Regions from separate parts of the Mus musculus genome. Here regions 1, 2, 3 and 5 are each linked to region 4. Evidence: chromatin contacts called from public ChIA-PET, Hi-C and HiChIP or PLAC-seq data. All regions are on one chromosome and are shown on one strand. Each heading gives the region's core, a stretch centred on a gene start, on an enhancer-like site or on the middle of the called end of the contact. The rest is flanking DNA. Distances are from core to core; before and after follow the strand shown. Region 1 overlaps Upb1 (ureidopropionase, beta). Region 2 overlaps Snrpd3 (small nuclear ribonucleoprotein D3). Region 3 holds the start of 4933407G14Rik (RIKEN cDNA 4933407G14 gene). Region 4 holds the start of Mif (macrophage migration inhibitory factor (glycosylation-inhibiting factor)). Region 5 holds the start of Prmt2 (protein arginine N-methyltransferase 2).

What was found. Hi-C and Micro-C count contacts between places; a contact is called where the count stands out from the background. ChIA-PET counts read pairs in DNA pulled down with a chosen protein or histone mark. HiChIP or PLAC-seq counts read pairs in DNA pulled down with a chosen protein or histone mark.
Region 1: a contact with region 4 is called in an RNA polymerase II ChIA-PET map of memory CD8 T cells, with 5 read pairs. The contact joins the enhancer-like site here to the promoter of Mif in region 4. A contact is called at or near these places in 2 of 484 Hi-C or Micro-C datasets (CD4 T cells and cerebral cortex) and 1 of 115 datasets of contacts at active chromatin or transcription factors (memory CD8 T cells).
Region 2: a contact with region 4 is called in an RNA polymerase II ChIA-PET map of effector CD8 T cells, with 5 read pairs. The contact joins the enhancer-like site here to the promoter of Mif in region 4. A contact is called at or near these places in 15 of 39 promoter capture datasets (the 3T3-L1 cell line, 3T3-L1-derived adipocytes, the C10 cell line and 9 more), 3 of 484 Hi-C or Micro-C datasets (CD4 T cells, cerebral cortex and erythroblasts), 3 of 115 datasets of contacts at active chromatin or transcription factors (bone marrow-derived macrophages, effector CD8 T cells and forebrain) and 2 of 9 other capture datasets (embryonic stem cells and liver).
Region 3: a Hi-C map of embryonic stem cells shows a contact between it and region 4, with 4 times the contacts expected there. The contact joins the promoter of 4933407G14Rik here to the promoter of Mif in region 4. A contact is called at or near these places in 1 of 39 promoter capture datasets (pre-B cells), 6 of 484 Hi-C or Micro-C datasets (the C2C12 cell line, the G1E-ER4 cell line and embryonic stem cells) and 1 of 115 datasets of contacts at active chromatin or transcription factors (large pre-B cells).
Region 5: a contact with region 4 is called in an H3K27ac HiChIP or PLAC-seq map of microglia, with 4 times the contacts expected there. The contact joins the promoter of Prmt2 here to the promoter of Mif in region 4. A contact is called at or near these places in 2 of 39 promoter capture datasets (cranial neural crest and hippocampal neurons), 1 of 484 Hi-C or Micro-C datasets (CD4 T cells) and 4 of 115 datasets of contacts at active chromatin or transcription factors (embryonic stem cells and microglia).

Annotation. Positions count from the first base shown.
Region 1 is chr10:75,423,320-75,426,019 of GRCm38.p6, forward strand. Upb1 (ureidopropionase, beta) reads left to right here. Exons shown (of 10, transcript NM_133995.4): 4 at 1,174-1,268. Among named protein-coding and RNA genes, the nearest start is that of Upb1, 18 kb to the left of the region's middle. Within about 2 kb of position 1,347, at least 31 of the 459 cell types and tissues checked have an H3K27ac peak or open chromatin away from gene starts, as enhancers often do. A contact at or near this core is called in memory CD8 T cells, where this site is marked.
Region 2 is chr10:75,534,901-75,537,655 of GRCm38.p6, forward strand. It overlaps Snrpd3 (small nuclear ribonucleoprotein D3), which reads left to right. Exons shown (of 4, transcript NM_026095.4): 4 at 361-540. The coding sequence ends at 422. Among named protein-coding and RNA genes, the nearest start is that of Snrpd3, 18 kb to the left of the region's middle. Within about 2 kb of position 1,506, at least 28 of the 459 cell types and tissues checked have an H3K27ac peak or open chromatin away from gene starts, as enhancers often do. A contact at or near this core is called in effector CD8 T cells, where this site is marked.
Region 3 is chr10:75,448,223-75,450,922 of GRCm38.p6, forward strand. It overlaps 4933407G14Rik (RIKEN cDNA 4933407G14 gene), which reads left to right and starts at 1,288. Exons shown (of 3, transcript NR_045841.1): 1 at 1,288-2,231.
Region 4 is chr10:75,858,983-75,861,682 of GRCm38.p6, forward strand. Mif (macrophage migration inhibitory factor (glycosylation-inhibiting factor)) reads right to left here and starts at 1,295. Exons shown (of 3, transcript NM_010798.3): 1 at 1,079-1,295; 2 at 705-877; 3 at 371-561. The coding sequence starts at 1,186. The coding sequence ends at 495. It overlaps Gm40697 (a long non-coding RNA gene), which reads left to right and starts at 1,928. Exons shown (of 2, transcript XR_871836.3): 1 at 1,928-1,984; 2 at 2,391-2,700.
Region 5 is chr10:76,236,550-76,239,286 of GRCm38.p6, forward strand. It overlaps Prmt2 (protein arginine N-methyltransferase 2), which reads right to left and starts at 1,316. Exons shown (of 11, transcript NM_133182.3): 1 at 1,201-1,316; 2 at 163-272. The coding sequence starts at 216.

The DNA of each region.
Region 1 (2,700 bases), core at 97-2,596, 440 kb before region 4:
CCTACCTGGATGATAATGTACTAAACTTCTGAATCTATAAGTCAGCTCCACTGGCTTATGTTGTCCTTATAAGAGTTGCCTTGGTCATGGTGTCTGTTCACAGCAGCAAAACCCTAACTAAGATACCCAGGGTAGTATAACAACATCATACATAGCTGAGAGTCTCAGGGTCCACTCCTAGTTCAATCCTTCTGACTCATTGTTTTAGTTAGGATTCCTGTTGCTATGAAGAGACACCATAACCGCAGCAACTCCAAAGGAAACCATTTCATTGGGGCTGGCTTACAGTTTGGAAGTTCAGTCCATTACCATCATGGCGGGAAGCATGGCCACATGGAGGCAGACATGGTGCTGGAGAGCTGAGAGTTCTACATCTTGATCCTCAGGTAGCAGAGGTGAACTGTGAACCTGGGCTTAAGCCTCAGAGACCTCAAAGCCTACCCCTACAGGGACAGTCTTCCTCCAACAAGGCCATACCTATTCTGAAAGGGCCATACTTTTTATTGGTGCCACTTGCTGTGGGCCAAGCATTCAAACACAGTCTATGGGGGCATTCTTATTCAAACTACCACACCCCGTACAGAAAGGTGCTGTTGTGAGCACCATATGTATGGAGATGACACACATTCTTTACTGTTCCTATATACGTATCCAGTGTTGGGAAGCAAGCAAATGCAAAGAGGTGACTTTAGGTTTAGGGACATGACTCAGTGGTCGAGCACGTGTCTAACATGCGTAAGACTCTGGGCTTAACCCTCAGCACTGAAAACATAGAACTCTGGTGGTATAGACAGTGATAGAATGGTTAGTTTGCCCAAAGACCTAATTTTGAATTCAGTACCACATGCATGCACTCATGTTCATTAATTTAATTAATTTCTACTGAACTAAGTCCCTGGCAAGGTCTAGCTAAAGATCCTGAAAATGATGCCTTTGTCTTTGGACATCCCCCTCCTGTCCAGTAGTTTCCAAACTTTTATAGGTTTATTTCTGAAAAAGCTTCCCTGTCCCCAAAGAAAAAAGATCCCAGTGGTGACTTGCTCTGGCCTGAGGATACCCTCTAGGGGTCACCTCATTCGTTCCTAACCTACCTACCTCTATCTCTCTCTGTCTCTCTCTGTCTCTCTGTCTCTCTGTCTGTCTCTGTCTCTGTCTCTCTCTCTCTCCCCACAGATATGCCGTTCGCTTTTTGTACACGAGAGAAACTTCCTTGGACAGAATTTGCTGAGTCGGCCGAGGATGGGCTCACCACCAGGTTCTGTCAGAAGGTGACCTTAACTGTGCTCCGGTAGCGGTGGCTGGCCAACCCACGCGGGCTGCAGAGCACAGCCACAGCTGTCTGATGTGCCTCTTCAGTGTGGAAAATATTTACCAGAGAAGATTAGATAGTACTTGGACACTTTCATTATTGTCAGGTTTACTTTCATTTTAAGTTTGTAGTTTCAGAGCTACAAGGGCCCTTCCTGGCTTTACCAGTGACAAGCTGCAGCCCGGGGAGAGATGGTTTGGAGTGACTTCATGGAAAATCTGTCAAATGATGGAGCTGCCACTCCAGGATGAGAGTCATTTATCTTCTCTAGACCTTTGCCCTTCCCACTTGCCGTAATTGAGTGAAAGTTTTAACACACAGTCTGTCTCATAGTGTAGAGATTGTTTTTTATTTTTCCTAACCAAAACATCGTTATATATGAGATCTGATCCCAATTATAAAAACTGTCCAGAACACTCAAATCTCTAGAGACAGGAGAGAAAAAAAAAAGTCAGGTCAAAAGGGTTAGGAAAGAAGAGGAGCGTCTGCTAATGGGTGCAGGGAATCCTTTGCAGGCGGTAAGAATGTATCAAAATTAGCTCGTTATAACCATTGCACAACTCTGGGATACTGAGCACCAGCAGCATATATATCACCTTATAGGGATGATTCTGGGTGGGCGGTGGTGGCTCGGGCCTTTTATCCCAGCACTCAGGAGGCAGAGGCAGAACGATCTCTGTGGGTTCTAGGCCAGCCTGATCTACAAAGTTCCAGGACAGCCAGGGCTACACAGAGAAACCATGTCTTGAAAAAGCAAAAACAAAAGAAACAAACAAACAGAAAAGCAAACAAACAAACAAAAAAACAATGGATTTATTCCTTTGAACTATATTTCAGTAAAGCTGTTATGAGAAAAATCCATACTAGTCAAGAAATTATGAATGGTAATGTGTCTTTATTCTCAGCTCCAACAGATTTCTGTTCTCATTCAGACTTTGTATCATGCTTAAGGGGGTTTGAGACAGAGTCATAATCATAGTGATTTTTTAAAAAAGGTGGGCAGGTCATGGAGATTTAGCTCTTGTGCATGGATTTGCATCCATATCTCCAGAGTGGTTTTTCCCCCTTTTAATAAAAGCAAGTGCAGTCTCTTCTTTCTTCGTTCTCCCACCCTCCACTAGGACAGTTCAGCACAGTGGCCCAGGAGTTGCTGGATGCTGCATGTTTGACCTTGGACCTGGACCTCCAAGGAAATAAATCTCTGTTCTCTATGAGCTACCCAATCTCTCTTATTCTGTTGTAACAGCACAAAACAGACTAAGTGGCAAGGTATCTTACTATAGCCGAGAAGAATAGTGATAATTCATTAAGAGTTTTTTTGAGATGGGTACTTACTCTAGGTTTAGTATCCTGGAGCTCTCTAAATATGTCTCCCAATCTATTCTCAAACT
Region 2 (2,755 bases), core at 256-2,755, 320 kb before region 4:
CTTGTCTAAAGAAACAAAGTAGTGATGGTACGTGAGGAACAACATTTGAGGTTATCTTATGTCCTGTATATAGTCACATGCCATGGCCCTTCCTCTTATCCACACAAACAGAATTGAATACATCCGTAATAGCTCTGAGAATTTGTCATTCCTGTGCTATTATTCACACTGCTGTGCTGTCGGCACTACCTCCCACCATGACACCAGTTATCAGCACCAACTTCCACTCCTCTTCCTTCTCACCGCATGATTTGGTCCAGGCAGCCTTCCAGGCCTCTTCCAGACTGATGCCCAGGCTTCAGCTGGTGCTGTTGTGAGCATCCCAGCCCCCCTGACCTCTCTTCTTCTTCTTTGTTTCAGTGGCCGCACGAGGGAGAGGACGTGGGATGGGACGTGGGAACATCTTCCAGAAGCGAAGATAATATTCTCCATTGAAGAGAACGTTGTCCTTTCTTCTCTTTGATTATTGCAGGGGTTTTGGGGGGAGGGGGTATTACATGTGCATATGTCTTAGATTTTCTTTTGATAAACTGTTAAGCTAAATAAAATTTGGTTGTTTTGTGGTTTGTGTGAGGCTTTTTTGTTTTGTTTTGTTTTGTTTTTGAGGAAATAAGAACTGTGTGTTCGTGTTTGTAGTTTGCTTTGGCAGCAGGTTAGAATCTGACACCTTTGGACATGTACTGGGGAGATGCCAGCACTCTTCAAGCAGCAGTGTGTGATAAAGAGTGCAAGCACTTTTCAGGCCTCTTTCTAGTTGAAGGGAGAAAAGCCTAACTAAGAGAGGAACCCTGTGTTACATGAACACTCAGTGTGGCACTTTCCCAGCTAACCTGACACAGGCAACCTGACCTGTGAAGATGACTCATGCTCTGATCAGTAATACAGTAATCATAGTGTCTCAGCATTCGACAGCTCCAGAGGGAACCCTGTCTGTAGCTACTCATATTCAACTCGCTCCACACAGTGTTAGGAGCATCTCAGCATTGATAAGCACACTAATTTTTTAAAGGTTTATTTTATTATGTATGCAGCGTTCTGCTTGCATATATGCCTGCACACCAAAAGAGAACACCATCATAGATGGTTGTGAGCCACCATGTGGTTGCTGAGAATTGAACTCAAGACGGAAGAGCAAACAGTACTCTGAACCTCCGAGCCATCTCTTCAGTCCTCTTTGTTTTTTCTTGCACTTGGAGTACTCTGGTGGTTGCCTTGGCCTAATGGAGTCTTTGGTGGTGGTTATAGTTTGGTGTGCTCCTTTCCTGCAGCTTTCTTTCTCATTCAGTGTGATGCCAACTTTAGTGGGCTGATTCAAGTTGACATGTGTCGTCTCAGGGTTGGGTGCAAGCATAAGCCTGCAGCATGACCCGTCAAGCCCCACCCAGTAGGCCATGTGCGCTTCATCACCAGCTGTTTATGTGGTGAAATGTTAACATCCTTACCCTCCAGCATTTACCCTCCACCATGGCTGTGGGTTGCCAGGGGTGGGGTGGTTGACACAGATTCTCTTTACATAGACCTACTTGCTCTGTAAACTAAGTAGCTCAGACTCGGGTGCACATGCATGGACTTCCTGAGTGCCATGGTTAAGGGCGTGGGCCACTATACCCAGCCAAAAAACAAAGCTTGAGTTCATCTCTGCCTCTGTCGAATGTCATGCAGAAGAGACGGAGTGTGCCTTCATTTCTAACAGGATTGCTAGTATGTGTTGGAAACCATTTCTTTCAGGCTGGGCATGGTGGTATAGACCATAATCCCAGCACTCAGGCAAGTGGATTTCCAAGCTCAGGGCTTGCTACTTAATGAGTTCAGGCCAGCCTGGGTTAGACACTTTTCCTCCCCTCCCCTCCCAGAATACATACATACACCTTACATATTTACACATGCTTAGATTTTTTTTTTAATTCACTTTTTGAGGATGCCTGCCAGCACACATGTGAAAGTCAGAAGACAACTTTTGGGAGTTGCTCTCCCATCTTCTTTGGAATCAAACTTAGGTTGTCAGGGTTTACAGTAATTCTGCCCGCCCCCTCCAGCTTTTAGCTCATCACTTCTTTCAAATGTGTCTGCTTAGCCTTTGCTGTCCCAGTTTTGTGCACTATCATTTGTGTTCCCCAGCACCTGTCTTCCTGATTGTAATTCTGCCACTGCCATCCATACTTGTTATATCATGACTGGTTAAATTATGACTAGTAAGCCACGGAGTAGTGCTGAAGACTGTTCCCTGGGAGTAAGTCCCGTGTGCGGCCACCTGCTGGTATCTTGACTTTTATCTTGGCTTTAGTCCCTGTATATCCCTGGATCAAAGACTTGGAGCCTGTTGCTATTTATCTGTTCTTTATCTGTAGTCTGAACTGGTTTACCCTGCTGTTGTCACCCCAAGTTCTTGCCATCCCCTTCCTCAGCTCAACTCCTGTTTTCAGTGTAGGTTCTTTCTGTTTGGTTTATTTTATTGTATTAATAAATGGTGCATGAAAAGTTTGTTTGATTATTCCAAGACTGCCTATCTGAATTTTAAGTTAGAACCTGCACTCCATCCAATTGAATGATGTGTTCAGTAGGGAGACAGGACCAAACAACTACTTGTCCCAGGTAGCAAAACAAAGACAGGTCCAAGTACAGATATTACCAGAATCCAACTTGGTGAACCAATAAATTGAATTAGGAGTATTTATAAGAATATGGGTGGAGGGTTACCTACAGGAGCAGAAAATGACAAGTGTATCACCAAAACTTAACCCAGCATGGGTTCTGA
Region 3 (2,700 bases), core at 38-2,537, 410 kb before region 4:
ACCAAGGATTGCTGGTACAGACAATGCCAACCAATCAAGATCTGCTGTTTAGAAAAGGTGCTTCCTTGGGACCAACGAGGGTATTAAAGGAGCTTGCAGCAGTGTTTAGAAAGCTTGCTGCAGCGTTTCTCACGTGCTCCCAGAGTCTCCGTTGACTCTGCACTACCTCAACACCAACTCCCAAGGGCAGGTAGGGTCAGGCAGAGAGCAGCCCAGGGCACAGGCAACACTGGGAAGGAGTATCAGCCTCTCCTAAGAGGTGAGAACCATTTGATTCTCCAATGCAGGGTGGTCAGCCTTGAAACCATCACTCACAAACAACAGAAACAGACTCAGCAAGGTATGTGTGCGTGCGTGTGTGTGTGTGTGTGTGTGTGTGTGTGTGTGTGTGTAAGAGAGAGAGACAGACAGACAGATTATCAAAAAGAAGCTATCAAGTTGAGAATGTGAGCCCATGGGAGAGGTTTGAGGGAAGGGACCTAGGAGGGGCTGGAGAGAGGAAATGAAAGGGAGAAGTGTTATAATTCTATTTTAATTTAAAATGTTTTCTTTTAAAGAAAGCAAGCTGAACACTATGGGAGGCAAGCCCAGTAAACCATTCCTCCATGAATTCCCGCTTCAGTCCCTGCCTCCAGGCTCCTATCTTGGGTTCCTATTCAGACTTCCTGCCTTGACATCCCATAATGAAGGACTGAAATGTTGAAGTGTAAGCCAAATAAACCCTTTGCTCTCCCAACTTGGATCAGATCATCCTATTTATTCAACCAACAGGGGAGCAAACTAGGGCAGGAATCCAAGGCTATCCTAGATTGCATAGCAAGCTCAAGACTAGCCAGAACCAGTGAGACTCTGCTGCAAATCAAGATCTAGGTAAGTAGTTCAGAGGCACAGTGCTTGTCTGGCATGCGCAGAGCCCAAAGTCAGTCCCCTAGGTCTGCTTTCTGTCTTCCCTGAGCGGCATTCCAGTGGCGAGGCAGATGCACAGCCAGACAGAGCCCTGATCTAACAACAACATGTGTTAGAGACACAGGGGACATTCGTGAACAGAGAAGAGGCCATGTAAGGACACAGAAGGCAGCCATGGCACACCCATAAAAGAAACCTCAAGAGAAGCCAAACCTGCCCACACCCCCATCTTGAACTAGGAGCGACTAGAACTCTGAGGAATAAATGTTTGTTGTCTAAACCACTCCTTCTGTGATGTCACATTATGATTTCATTACACAACTAACATTCTCTCACTATGAGTTCATACACACACACACACACACACACACACACACACACACACACCTACCTCAGCCAGAACATGTGCTCTTACATACTCAGGGTGTGTAGCTATACAGATACAGTTCTAGGAGGCATCCATGCCAAGAGAGGGAGAGGGAAATACTGCCCACTGGCCAGGATCAGTTGTTACAATGGAATCCAGTCTAAGTATACAATAAGCTCCTGAACTTTTAGGGGCATGGGAAATGAGCTGTCTGCTCTCAAATGCCACATTTGCCTTCTTGTCTATGTATCCCAAGTCCCTGAGGCTCAGCAGACTCCCAGAGTGCATAAGGAGATTCCATCAGTTGGGATACACAGGTGTATGACTAAGTCTCAATTTCCAGCTTCATTTTATGCTGGGTGCTTGAAAAACTGTTATTTATTTAAAAGGGGGAGGGTCATTAATTTCACATCTGTATTCAGTCAAATGCCCTTCCCCCACATGCTCTGTAACTGTTAAGACATAGCTCAAGGATAAAATTTAATTCTCTGGCTTGGTATTGAACACCTAGTCCAAGGTTGGCCAGTCAATTGCTATAGTTTCTTGTTAACCTCTGACTAAATTACAAAAGAACACGTCCTTGAAATCTTTCTGACACCCATGTGTATATTTAAATCCAATCCATATGGCAGGATATGATACAATCTTCTAAGACAGACGGTGCAATGGTCACTGTCTCTTGGTATTCACATTCCCATATGAGAATTAAAACTAGTAACTTTCTTTGAATATAAAGCACAGGGAGTTTCTTGGTTTACAACAATAAATTCCTTCATCGAAAGCTGGGAATAGCAGGAAGCCGAAATGCATTGCAAACGTCTGTCCTACTGAATGTAATAGCTCAGGACAATTGTATTAGCCTACGGATGGGAATAATCCAACACAAAACACGTTTGATTCAAAGCAGTGCCACAGGTCCCACAGTGGTTGCATGTGCGCTCTTCATACCACCTGAAAGGTAAGCGTTCTAAAACCTGTACGTTGAGGACTGTCTGGAGAGCAATCATGGTAGGTGGTGTTCCTGAGATGCGGTAGCCAAAGGACCAGGGCTTCTATCCTGCTCATTCAACTGTTTCGCTGTAAGAAAGTGTTAGAGCTGTCTTATAGAGAAGCCTGCATCCCGGGATCCAAACCCTACAAAGGACCATGTCAGTGAACTTGACAGTGGAGTCCCTTCAACCCCATCCAGCCTTTAGGATGAGAGCTCAATTATAACCTGAGGCACCCAGTTCTTGAACCTAGACCCTCGACCACAGAAATGGTCGGATAATACGTTTGTTGTCTGAAGGCACAAATATTAAAGTAATCTGTTATGCAGTAACAGACAGTAATATCCAATGTAGCATAATGTGTGCCACAGCAATGGACATCGGAAACACAAGACCCGACTCCAATTCTTCCTCTGACTTCTTGCCTAGAGCAACCTT
Region 4 (2,700 bases), core at 45-2,544:
TCTTGGGAAGGAAAATGGGGCCGAGGAAGGTGCAGGCCCAGCTGGAGCACACTATTAATTTCTCCCCTGTATCCAAGCACCTCCCCTTCCATGACACATATTACCGGCTCCATTTGCCACTGTGGTAAGGACCTAATTAACACTCCTGACCAGGTGAATAAGTCGGCCTCTTTTATACATAAGGCTGCATAGGAGAGGCCACAAGAAAGGACATCTGAACCACTGGACTAGTTTAGAGAGGACCAAACTGGCCAGCTTCGACCCTGCCATCACACCCCAATCCCACGTTCAGAGCCTGGGCTTCCATTCAAGGTCCCCACCCTGCACCCAATTCCTCCGCAAGCCAAGGAAGCAGAAGCTGAGGCAACCGTGGTCTCTTATAAACCATTTATTTCTCCCGGCTGGAAGGTGGGCATCGCTACCGGTGGATAAACACAGAACACTACGTGGAGCGAGGCTCAAAGAACAGCGGTGCAGGTAAGTGGGGCCAGGACTCAAGCGAAGGTGGAACCGTTCCAGCCCACGTTGGCAGCGTTCATGTCGTAATAGTTGATGTAGACCCTGAGAAAATGAAAGCCTGGCTCAGCTAAGCACGTGGTCTAGGAGAGCGCGCTGCGTGCCAGTGTCCTCTGAACGCCCCCCCCTCTTTGCCTGCTGACCTCCCAGTGCCCCTCCTCCCCCTCCTCCCCTCGTCCCCCACGCACCGGTCCGGGCTGATGTGCAGGCGATCGGACAGCAGGCCACACAGCAGCTTACTGTAGTTGCGGTTCTGGGCACCACCGATCTTGCCGATGCTGTGCAGGCTGCAGAGGGCGCAGGGATCGTTCGTGCCGCTAAAAGTCATGAGCTGGTCCGGGACCACGTGCACTGCGATGTACTGGGTGGGGGGAGGGGCGGCGAGGCGGGAGGGATACAGACACACTGTTAGACCGCCTGAAAGACTGCCTACAGGGCCACAGGTCTTCCGGAGAGCTCCAGCCGCCACCCGCCGGCACACCTTGGCTTCCAGCCCCATCCCTCCTCACACGTCGGGCCGGCCCACCCCACCCTACTCTCTTCCTGTGTCCTCCCTGCAAACCTGTGCGGGCTTGCCGGTGGCCTGCGCCAGCTGCTGGGTGAGCTCCGACAGAAACCCCTCTGGCACGGAGGCGCGGGGAACATTGGTGTTCACGATGAACATAGGCATGGTGGCGGAGAGACTGCGAGCGTGGACCGGAGGACGGTACAAAGCGCGGTGTGACCCAAGCCAGGGACCTGAGCTACGTGACCCAGCTCAGTACCGCCCCAAGCCGGCTGCCGCTCCGCCTCCGCTGACGTCAGACTACGTCCCAAAGGGGCGGTGACTGCCCTTCAGCGCGCTGCTTCTGCAGAGGTCTTGCTGTGCTTCTGGTGCTGTAGGAAGTATTACATGGGCTCTTTGTTTCCTAAGATGGAAACGGAGGATGCTAGATAGTGAGGACTTGACTCTAGTGATTAGGTTTGTCGAGGCATTCCAGGTAGATGCTACAGATTAACCGTATAGTAAGAAGTTCAGGTCTGAGAGATTTCTGTTCCAAGAAGAGGGAACTTAAGTTATTGGTGGAACCTGTAGGTTGGCCTTATTTCTCATGCTAGTGGGCTAGGATCGACCTACTTTAGTGAATACAACTTAACCTCAAACAATGAGCCAAAAGCGTGATGGCTTGTACTTGGAGAAAAAACAATCCTTCCTTGCCTTGGGAACTTTTCTCTAAGCTCAAGAAATTAGCCAAGCCCCATCACTTGCTTGCTTTTGCTCTCCTGTTGTACCAACAGTCAGCCCTCGATCCCCTGCCTGGCCCAGTATCACCTTCGTCCCACACACTTTCAACTGCGACTTTTTGTGTGTCCTGAGCCTCCTGGGACACGTGTCCACCAGGCCTAGGCTTGTGAGTGTGAAATGGGGAAGGAGGCAGAACGGAGTCGCCATCTAGTTACTTCCCTACATTCCTGTTACTCCACACAGGTGAGGATGCTTGGAGAGATTCCCAGGGGAGGAGTGGGCAGCAGGCTGTGAGCCAGCGGTACTAACTAGTTCTGCTCCTCTGGCCAATTGCCAGTCCTCAGGGAAGCCCTGCTCAAATTAGATCCAGCAGAGTCACCCTTATCTAGAGCCCTTGGTAGACTTTGTATAGCTTTCTCATTAACAAGTGAGACATCCGACCGGTGCCCAGGAAATGTCACGGGAATTTTGGGACTTCCTTTGTTTTCCCTAGCCCTTTTTAATTTTTGTTAAAAACTTTACAGTGGATCAAGAGATTGTAGTGTGGGGACTACCAGTTCTGTCTGTGATGTCAAGGTTTCTATTAGGTTTCTGACAGAAATGAAGATATTCTAAAGAGACACTTGTGCCCCCTCCCTTTGGCTAACAGACTATTGAAACAATGGTTCCCAAGGAAATGGAATTTTCTCTGGAGTCTCCTGCTGGTGAAAGAGAAAGGCTGGAAGGCAGAGATTTTATGCAGCTCTGGACGCTTGTCAGTCTTGCAGAAGAGACTGAAGCTTGACAGTGCTGCTGGGGGATCACATCTTGAGCAGAATCTCTTAGTTCTACCTACCTCTTGCCCTCTATTTAAATGTAAACTTCCTCTGGCAGGACCCTGAAGATGAGCTTGGGGTGACAGTCACTGGACTTCCTTTATGTTCCTCTTCCTTCCCAGGGTGGCCACGTTGAAATAAATC
Region 5 (2,737 bases), core at 66-2,565, 380 kb after region 4:
ACAGCATGGGACCTAATGACCAGACCCATCCCCCTGCCTCAACGTTCTCTAAATTCAAGCATCCTCCTGTGAGCCAGGACCTTGAGAGACAAGGAGAGTGACATCACCCCTGTAAGCTGGTACTGTTCCTCTGTATGATCATTACACGTGGCTCTTACGTACCAGAACCGGGATGACCTGTGACTCGCTGCAGGGACCTTCTCCTGGTGCCTCCATAGTTCAATATGATCATGTCTCATAACTGGGGCTTTACTTCAGTTTCTCTCCCATGCCTACTTGAAAGAAGAGAGAGAAGCACAAAGTGTTACACTGCCTGGTCAGTAATCTCATTTCACGGCTACAGTTTACTGTATGTGTTAAGAATGGAACAGGATTGGCGTTTTATCATCACAATTCATTAGAGGGCTTTTTAAATTAAAAAATCCAAATGCTGTGTGCTTCCTTTAATATGCTAGATTTATTCCTCTGAAGTCTCCTTTTTTAAGAGATATTTATGAAGCCTCTTTTTACTTAGAATAAATCAGTATCATTTTTTTTAGGAACACTTAATAGCTTAAACTCAAATTAAAACACCTTGCCCAGTACTTGACCTAACCCACAGGCAGAACTGAAATCCCCATGCCCGACACCCTCCTGTTCTTTAATTCTATTTTTTTACCCCCAGGGGCAATGTAACCCTAACTGGCTCTGAGATTACATCGATTCTTTGTTTAAACGCCTGTTGTGCGTCCAGATCTGGACTTCATACTTACTTCGTAATAATTAGAATCACAAATTATTTACAATTATATTTTCAGTGAAAAGCCTGGGAGGGTGCCCGGAGGAAGAAAGACAATGAATTGGAGGGTTCTCCAGGCCAAGCAGATGAGGCCATAGAGGCCAAGAATATAGAGGCATGGGGGATGTGGCTCGGGATACAGAAGGCAGGTGGGCGTGGTCCTGGAAGGGCGTGGCTCTAAGAGCCAGCGGAGGTGCGCAGGGGGAATTGAGAGGTGCAGCGAAAGGAGAGCGAAGAGGGCGGACGGTGCTGAGAAAAGGGGAGGGGGTAGCTGGAATAGAACCTTCGAGAGGGCACTCTAAAGCCTCCAGAGGGGGCGGAGGCCTCAGTGCGCTGGAGACATGCACAGGGAAGACCTTTTGCCTAGCTTGCCCTGCCTCACTTGCGATCCAGATGTCTAAGCTGTCCATTAAGAAACCTACCTCAGCCGCGTTTCTCCGCTGAATTCTAGGCTATACCAGAAAGGAACAGACGATGCCCACCCGAAGCCTGAGCCGCCGCCCTGGACCTGCGCAAGCGCGGAGCACTCCAGCTGGCCGAAGAGCACGCCCCGCCCAGGCCTGGGTGTCCTGCGCAAGCGCAGTGTGTATAAACTCGGTGCTGGTAGCTGTAGATAGTCTTGAGACAGGGGTTTTCTCTAAGAGCTTGTCACTCAGCGCAAGCGCATTTTCTGTCCCTGCTTCCGGCCGGTCGCATTGGGCCTTAAGGCTGCAAGACGCAGGTGAGAAAGTGTAAGGATCGACTTACCGGGAGATCTGTGGGAAGACTGGACTCCGGGTTGGAGGCCACAGGTGGTGTAGACCGCGCCCCCAGCGGATTCGAACCGAGGCAACAATTGGCAGGCTGAAGCAGGAGTGCGTACTAGCGCTGTCCTGAGTGTACCTGGGACTGCCGGTGTGTTTGATGCCCTTCTCCGAATGCTTAATAACCTAGTTTTGATCTGAATCAGCTTCTGCAGAATGGGACCCCCCTACAGTATCTTGGACTAAGTTTTGATCGTGGAACCAACATAGCTACTGAGACACGAAACACACCAGAGACCCCAAGTCCTGAAGATCCTGTGCTGAAGGGGTTGGGGGCGGAGGAGCAATGACACTGACATCAGGTGACCCTAAGCAAGGTTTCTTAAGCTTTCTCCACTAGCAATCCCATCCTACTCAGAAAGTTTTTCAGCGACTCTAGGTATCTAAAATAGGCATACGAATCAAACATTTACTGATAAGTGAATCAGAAAAGAATTTATTGTAAAACTCGGCATACACACAATTTTACCACTGACTAGAGACAAAAGCAGATTTGCATACTAATTAGGTGGATGCGTTTGTCCAATATAATCTAGACACTCTAATACATGCTGAGGAATGATAGGGAAATATTAAAATTCTTTGTTTTCTATAATTAAACCATCATGCTTCGGTTCGTGCAGTAGAAACACCACAGCTCATAACATAATCAATCATTCCAAACCTGCTGTGAGGCATCTCAGGGCTTGCAAGGCTTGTGCAAACCACACCTGTTGTGCCTTCAGTCCATCGGTTCAGTGGAGTCGCACAATGAACTGCAGCCAAGGGATGGGTCTGTCTGTGTGAGGACCTGGTCCTTTTTTTAAATCTGCCCAGTTTTCCATTTCCACCAGATGAAGAGGGCTGAAGCTCTGAGCCAGGATGCCACAGGTTGAAAAGAGTTTCCCACAATCTTCCAAGGCAGAAAAAACTGTCCTCAGAGCCCCCAGTGTGGCAGGCCTGAGACCTATTCTTGAAAGCCTGCTGGTGCCACGAAGCTCAGGCTCCAGGCACTAGGATCCACCCTTGCTAACCTAACATAGGAAAGGGTACCTGTGGTGGCTGAATAAAGAATGTGGCTTTGTAAGGGCTGGAGGTGGCTTAGCAGTTAAGAGCAGTTACTGTTTTTGTAGAAGACCCAAGTTTGGTTCCCAGCACCTATGTTAGGTTGCTCACA